Regions from separate parts of the Anser cygnoides genome. Here region 1 is linked to region 2. Evidence: chromatin contacts called from public Hi-C data. All regions are on one chromosome and are shown on one strand. The core of a region is the stretch at or near the end of the contact, and the rest is flanking DNA. Distances in the headings are between cores, read along the strand shown. Region 1 overlaps ADK (adenosine kinase). Region 2 overlaps LOC106033034 (dual specificity protein phosphatase 13B-like).

What was found. A called contact is a pair of places that touch in the nucleus more often than the background predicts.
Region 1: a Hi-C map of liver shows a contact between it and region 2, with 2.8 times the contacts expected there. The contact joins two enhancer-like sites. A contact is called at or near these places in 4 of 7 Hi-C or Micro-C datasets (fetal liver, granulosa cells and liver).

Annotation. Positions count from the first base shown.
Region 1 is chr7:37,213,755-37,217,759 of Taihu_goose_T2T_genome, reverse strand. All of the region lies in intron 3 of ADK (adenosine kinase), which reads left to right. Among named protein-coding and RNA genes, the nearest start is that of ADK, 48 kb to the left of the region's middle. Within about 2 kb of position 2,194, at least 2 of the 3 cell types and tissues checked have open chromatin away from gene starts, as enhancers often do.
Region 2 is chr7:36,755,051-36,759,108 of Taihu_goose_T2T_genome, reverse strand. It overlaps LOC106033034 (dual specificity protein phosphatase 13B-like), which reads right to left. Exons shown (of 5, transcript XM_013176341.3): 3 at 3,560-3,767; 4 at 2,213-2,433; 5 at 1-719. The coding sequence starts at 3,720. The coding sequence ends at 493. Among named protein-coding and RNA genes, the nearest start is that of DUSP13A, 25 kb to the right of the region's middle. Within about 2 kb of position 2,503, at least 1 of the 3 cell types and tissues checked has open chromatin away from gene starts, as enhancers often do.

The sequences.
Region 1 (4,005 bases), core at 945-3,444, 460 kb before region 2:
AAGGTCTTTGATGGAAATACAAAGATGTCATGTGGAGATGGTGCAGTCTTAGTACACTGTATTGGTGTGCCACTTTATTTCTACTAAAAAGCTCCCTTTCCCCACCACTAGATGTAGGTTTTAGTCTTTTCTGATTATAATTCTGTTCCATGAGCTGTCCTATTTTGTGTGACACAGAACAGCTTATTCCATTCCTCTTTATTTTCATGCTCTCAAGTCTGTCCTTTTCTCCTCCTCTGTAGACTGGAGATTGCACGCTATGTCTCTTCCTGCAGCTCACATCATCTCAACTTCTCAATTTCACTGTGTTCTTCTGGCCTCCCTCCAGTTGTAGTTACTTCATGAAGTGTTACCAAAAATGGGATGCAGTCTTCCAGCTGTGGCCTTACCATATGTAGTGTGGAATTCCTAAGGCATCAAATTAAAACACATTAAACTCAAAGCTGAGAGAATACAGTATTCTGAGAAGTGGTATTGCAATTGTAAATATTATTCTTTAAATTTCAACTTTTCTATCTCTTTGCAAGTGCTGGTTGCTGTGACTTAAAACTAGAAATTGCCTAGTATTAACATTCATATTAATTATGAAAAAGACTAACAAAAACTTAATATTTACAGCATCTATTACTTCAAATGTTTCAGGTTTACTTATTTTGTTTTAAGAATAACTGTTTTACTAACTAGCCTGCATTCAAATATTGGTTGACTTAATGTTTTTTTCTGAGTGAACATGGGAGAAATAGATACTTGAACTTGTTCAGATAACAGACTCTCTGAAGTTCTTTGAATATGTTATATAGACCGCCAACAAAATAGCGGTGCATGTTTAATTCCCAGAAGTGTTTCTTTGACTCACAATTCTAATGTGGCTTTGGGGAGTTCAGAATTGCTTTTTAGGAATGGCTGCAAATTTATGGTGTTCTGGGGGGAGTGAATTGTTCTTCATTGCCTCCTGGTAAGCCGGAGACCATGAGTTGAAGGCAGTGTGTTATCATCATTTTCAAACTGGAGTGATCAAAGGTGTACATCATTTATTTATGATGACCAATTCTTTGTACTTACAAGTAGGCTTTATGTCTGATCTTTCCTGTTATGAGCAATAATGTTACAAAATCTGGCTGTTTGGTTACTTTACAAAAGTTTTCCTTTGCACCAAATCTTCTCTAAGTACATGAAGTGGTGGAGAGCTTAGTTCAGTAAGCTAAACAGTGGAGAAAAAACAGCAAAGAGGGAGTTGGATAAATTGCAGAACAAGGCGGGCTTGCAGGATGAAACACAGAACTAATGCCTATAAGTAAACAGTGCAGAAAGAAGAGTGGAGAGGGAGTTGGATAGATTACTGGATGGATAGGGGTGGGATGGGAAAAAAACGAAAAGGGTTTTCAACTGAGAAGACAAAACAGTATAGGACTGGCAGGAAAAATCCATGTGCAAAGAGTGTGATTCTGTATTTGCTAGAGTGAGGTTCTGTGCACCTCTCCACCCCTATAGGCAATAATGCAGGCCAGGCAGAATAGCCTGCTGTGGGAGGAAAATACGGAGACCTGAGCTGTTTGTTTTTTTTAGTATGATGGAAAATATCACTTAGAGTTGACTGTCTGATCTAATCAGGACATCTAGGAGACTTAGCAGTGTAAGTATGTATGCCCAGTATGGATATGTGGCTTTACATTTGTAAGGAGATGAGTGTGTTTTGGTGTAAAGCTGATTTTTCTTACTGATCATGAATAACTTTGCAGATCTGCCGGGAAATATCTCATCTACTTATCTACATACTTACACAGCTCAGTAATCATTGTATATGGGAGTCTCAGACATTTTAAATCGATTTGTTCTCGCAGCTTTCTGTTAGATCAGATTGTAATTTTATGGATTTGTGGCCAAAGCAAACAGGGAACGTAGCTGGCTGCAAATTGCATGGGAAACTTGCTGCAAAATCAGAAGCTGCATGCCTTGACCATGGAGCCATCTGCTTATTCTGAGCAGGGTCTCCTGCCCTAATACTGTGCTGGCTGTATGATCAGATGACCTTGCTTTACAAGCGGCGGAAACAGAAACTGACACAGACTGCTGCTCCTGTCCCCAGCCCAGTGATTGCAGATGGAGTGCAGCTGCTGCGAGGGATCCAGCCCTACCTTCTGGTCACATGAGTCAGCTGGTGCAGTTGCAGCTGCAGATGCCAGTGTCTCTGCTGAGCAGCTGAAACCAATAGATATTATTCAAGCTGGTGCAGGAGCATGTGGGAGGTGGCGGAGATGAACTCCCTGTGCCAGTTCAGCATCTTTGGCACCCTGCCCCTGCATCCTGGCCTGGCCGTGTCTCTCACTGATGTAGCTGGCTCTGGCTGGGAGGGGGGAAACAACAGAGCTCTTAAGGAACAGCAGCACAGACCACAGGAATACAAGGATATTACTTCATTTCAGTTGTTAATTCCTCAGGTAGAAGCTAACAAAACTGAATAGACACATTCTCCTATCCTGCTTGTTCTAGATTTATTATGGATGTAGGATGTGTGCAGGTCTCACACTGGCCTATCAAAGATAGGATCATAGTCTTCCACTTTTTTGGAAAAACTACTTTGGGAAATTAAGTATTAGTGCAGAAATGTGTTGAGTGCTGTAAATTGAAAGTGAGTATTTAAACGAGAGTATTAGCTACTGTAGTTGCCTGTCCTTTTAAACTGTAGTGACAAGTTACTTTATAATTTTGGTGAAAGCTGAGATGGGCTATGATCATTTGCTTCTGAATTCACTTATCACCTACTTGAAAAAAAGTTATTTATCTTAAGCTAATGTTACTAGTGTTCAGCAACAGTGAAACGTCTGTATGCAACAGTGAATAAGCCCACCGTTCACCTCTGTTGACAGAATTCTGCATGGATTTCTGATTTCTAAACAAAACTAATGGTGTTGGACTGTAATCCTAGCTGCAGCTATGGGAATATTCTGAAATAGCTTTCTTAAAGCTTTCTAGCACGTTAAATATTGAACTTCACAATGAAGACAAAGTCATGCCATCCTAGTTGTCCAAATGCACTTGTGAATGGTTGGTATAATTTATGGGAGCCTTTCCTAAATTGGAAGGTTGCGCCTGTGTCAGTGGTTGGACACTGAACTTCTAAATAGTATGACTTTAATTATTGTTTTTTCTCTATGCTGAGAAAAACACTCTGCAAACATCTTTAAAACCAGTTATTTCTTTCCCTATTCCTGGCATATTGGTTATTGTAGATGACAATTCCTGTACAGCAGCCTTTTTTTCATTTTATTTTTGTTAATGAGATTTTTTTTGGCTCTGCCACAGCTGCTTACCATGAGGTCACCACTTCGGTACTTGAAAATCTGAAATAATCACTTTTCTAAGGAAATGGGATATAACCAAATGGGTAGGAGGGAGAAACTGAACTGAAAGACGGGAATAAGAAGAAAAAAAAAAAAAAAGAGGAACAGGCCTATAATATACAGAGAACAGATTTTAAAAATAAAAATGTATACTGAGAAGACACTGAATTATTTTCTACTTGAAATGCAACACAAAGCTGATGCTTATGCTCCTAGTTCAGGGGAAAAAATATTTCAACCTTCAGTGAATATATGAGAAGGATTAGAGCACTGGAACAAATTTATATTATGGATCTTGTAAATGTTGCAACGAGCAGGCTCTTGTATTTGATTTTTGAAGTTTGGTGTTGTCTTTGTACAATTACTTCTATGTGCAGCTGCTCTTTTCAGGCTATTTACTAGTACTGCATTTGCATTTCCCACCTAGTTCCGTATATTCTCGGGATGCGAGCTGCTCTAAGAAGTGTGATTAGAAGAACAAATGCCCTGCTTATTTGTTTTACATTTGCTCCACTAGGATCACGGAAGTAAATGATGAAATTTTAAAAGGAAAGATATTGCCACTGGATGGTGCTATTGTTTTGTTATTTAACTTGCATGCTGTGGTAATGTGGACGACATGAAATCTCCATCCTTGTACTCCCCAAAGATTTTGCAAAGATCT
Region 2 (4,058 bases), core at 1,254-3,753:
TGTAAAAGCAAGAATTAACTACTGCCAGATTGAAGTCTCAAAATATAAACCATTTTAGATATGGAAAGCAAAGGGGGTGGGGGGGAGGCTGATTCATAAGAAAACTTCTGAGCATTATTGTAACATAAATAATATGGCATCTTTCACCTCAAATAGCCTAACACTTCATAAAGTGATATGAGCTTCACTCCTTGCTGAAATGCAGCTATTTCTGAAGTGGAACCTGATATCTTTTCTTTTTTTTTTTTTTTTAAACCAGCAGAGCAATGTTTTAAGGTGGAGAGTGAAGGATACAATACACAGTCAACTGTAAGTATAATCTAGGATGGTGTTGCAAAATGGGAAGATCAAGTAAAATGTACTTTTACTAATAACATGCATTCTAGCGTATCTTAAACTTACATCCTTAGTTTGCAATCGTAATTCATTTGAAAGAGATTTAGGAAACTCAAGTAATGTTTTGTCTTCTTTCTTTCTTTTAGGACTACTTTCTTACAACTCTTTGCCAGCAGATTCTCTGTTTCCTTTCCTCTCTTCATTTAATTTAATGTCCAAGTCTCGGAGCTGGCTGAGGAACCCTGTGTTTGGGCAGATGTTTCTGTGAGAACCCACTGTTTTCAGAGCATCCACAAGTGTCATGTTTTCATGGATCATCAAAAAGGCAAGCACTAAGGATGCAGAGCGGCTTACCCCTATGGCACAATGCACGAACACTTTACCTGCAAAAAGAAGAGACATGAGGTGAGCAGGCTTTAGCATTTCAAAAGTGAAGGGAACACAGAGAGGACAAAAACTACGAGACGTGAATTGGCAAAACAGCTGTGGTGTTTGGTGGGTACTCATTTTTTTTTGTGGATGGCCTAAGATTGTGCTATAGATCTGTTGCAGTGGTATTTCATACTGAGTGTATGCATCTAGTTTAGGTCTCTCCGTAGTTAGTGAAGAGAATAATAGAATTAACAGAGCTTATCTTGATGCTCAATAGCACTAGAAAGAAAGGACCTAGGCACTGAAGTTAGGTATTGGAAATGGAGCATTATGAATGTTCTTCCCTGACTGAAGTAATTGTATGGTGGACTTTTTTCATGGAAGGTTTCAAGAGTGCTGTGGAGACTGCATTGGTTGGTCTGAGGTAGAAGACTAAACATTCCCATGCTGACATATATTCAAAAAGTTTTTGCGAAGTTATACAGGCTACAAGAGCCTCATGTTTGCATTATCCCTCCACAGACTGCATAGCTCCCTGACAAAGCAGTGCCTGGGGATCTGCTGGCCGTTACCCTGCAGGAGGGGCCTCCAGTCCCGTGAGGAGCTCTCACCATACAGGAGAGCAGGGCAGAGGAACCTAGGCTGGTGACTGCTCCCAAACCAGGTCTCATCCAAACTCTCTGGGTTCTCAGATATTTGTTCCCAGATTAAAATAGCTGAAACTTTCTGTGGAAGGAGAAGCTTTCTGTGACAAAACTCATTAGTGTAATTTTTTGTGGGAAAAGGAAGTTTTGGCAGAAAATTTTGGTCCAGCCCAGACTGTGATCATTGACAAGTCCCATAAACTCTGTGGGACAGTCTGCCTATAAAAACGGACTCGTAATTTACTGTATCTCAGCAGCCCAGTGTGAGCTATAACTAGGGATTTAATAAAGCACTCCAGTGAAAGCAGCAAGATCTCACAGCCAGAGTCGGAGCAAGCTCTGGAACAAATGGAAATTATGATAACTAGGCCCTAATCCAAACTCTGCTGACAAAAATTCAGCAGGCTGCGGGTCAGACTCGTAGCTTGTAACTTAGTTCATTAACTTGTATTTCTTCTCTAGCTTAATAGACAGCCTGGACCAGGCTCCAGTTGTGTGAAGCACTTTGGTACGTGCAGCCTGTCAGCCAGTGCTCCCAGGTGCCGGCGGGGAGCAGGCGCAGAGCTGCCTCACGGTACGGGGCCTGTGCCTCTGGGCTGCAGCCCTGGCCAGGGTGCTGGGGGCACGGACACGGCAGGCAGGCCCTCAGACTTTGCTAGGAGGCAATTTCTGCAGGGTGGGCATGAGGGTGCCAGCCCTAGCTGGCAGCCACCTCGTCGTGGCCACCTCTCCATGTACTATGGAGCAGCATCCTGTTCTCCCAGCCATACTCTGCGTGTGCTTTCTCAAACCCTGTTAGTGCAACGGGAGGTCCGTTGGCTCATGTTGAAGCTTCATCCCAAAGCTTGCCTCTCTCTTACCTCCTGAAGTGTTTAAGGCTTTGCCAATGAAATTGGCAGCGTCGTAGAAGAAGATACTTAAATCAAAGGAAGGATCATCAAATGCTTCTACTCCGAAGTACTCTATTTTCAGATCTTTGTAATATCTGGCTCCCGTGTTGATACTGTATGGCCCATCTGCTGCATTAAGGATGTGAGTAATGTTGAGGCTTTGAAGAGTAGTTTTGCACCTAGCAGCCCACCTGTTGAGAGATGCGAAGGGTTCATTGGCAGCACGCCTAACATTCTGGAAAAATATCATGGTTTGACGTTGGTGCCTGCTCCCTCTAGGGAAGGATGCAGGAAATGCATCTTGCTTACAGCACATGTGAAGAAGCCCATAGCAAATGAAAAATGTGGTGTGGTGGTATGGGGAGCAGCGTGAGCACAGGCTTGCCTGTGGGATACTGGTAGCTGAGCAAATACCTCCCAGCAGTTAGCCCCTGGGAACACTGCTTACTGTATAGAGTGGTCAAGATTTTACTTCACATACGTGTTTAATGAGATCTGCAGCTAATCTCTCACTCACTGTGTGCGTGGGTGGCAAGGGCGAGAACCCTCCCAGATGCAGCACCTTGTTCCTGGTTTGGACACGAAGCGGCTCTGTCATGCTCACCAGCCAGGTTCTCCCCCTTTCCAGCTATAAACTAGGAGTGAAGTTATTCCATAAAGTTGTGCTCCTTAACTGATGTATATATAAGGAGGAGGAGAAAGGATTGGTAATCATGAGCTGTTGTTCTGCCCATCTGATGATCTTTGTAATCTGCGGTAATCTAAATAGAAGGAAACAGCACTAAATAGAAGTGGTCACGAGTATGAGGTATTTGAGTGGAAATTCCTATTTGATATTTTCAGTGTTACCATCTTTGAAAAGAAGTTTGGATTTGGACTGCCAAAATCCTTACTGCAAATTTTATTTGGGTCCTTGTCCATCTGGCTCCTGATCCTGCTGCTCCTGTATTTGAGTGGAAGGCTACAGTGGCCTTGTCTGCTGCCCAAGAGCTCAGTTCCCAGGGCAGATAACGCTTCTCACAGTTGACACTAATTTGGGATGGGTTCTTTCTAGACTTCTATCTAGAATACAAATAGTTCTTACCCTGCCAAAGTCTGCTGTGGTTCACAGAATGCAGAAAAAACAACTCAGACTACAAATTACCCTTCGTCTGTCATGTTTTTCATGACATTCAAAGTCCTTGTGTTATCAGTTTTGGAAGCTTGTGTTGTGAAAACATTCCTATAGACCCAACAGCTGCTCCCCAGTGCACCACATCCCTTCCTTCTCCTCCCAGGGACTGATAACAGCTTAATAATAGGACCATATGTTCTTACGCATCTCCCAGGTAAATGTTTGGCCAGACTTGGTCCACGTGATTATCCAACCCTCCTCTGAACCAAATCAGCCGCTGGAGGTCTGCTAGCGCTGGTGTTTCATAGGAGTCTGGGCTCCCTGCACTGCTGGTTGGGGAAGAGTCATCTCTGGTGTGAGGCATCTTGCTCCTCTCTTGCACACACTCGGTTTGTCTCAGAGACAGCTTTACTGAAATGAATTAAGAGGAAATTTTCATACAGAAATAATAATCCCTAGGAAGCAGTCCTGTTCACTGCCCTCCAAATAGCATTACATTATTATAACTGGTGTGTGCAGTAGAGCCTGCAGGTGTTGCTGAAAGCATCCAGAGAGCAGGATTGACTCTGTGGTATGACTCTACAGTATGTAATTCATCCCCTGAGAAGGCAGCAGCATAAGACGATATGATTTAATTTCTTGTCAAGTAATGCTGTTAAAAAAGAACGTCCTGTGCCACCTGAACACGACATTAACTGAAAC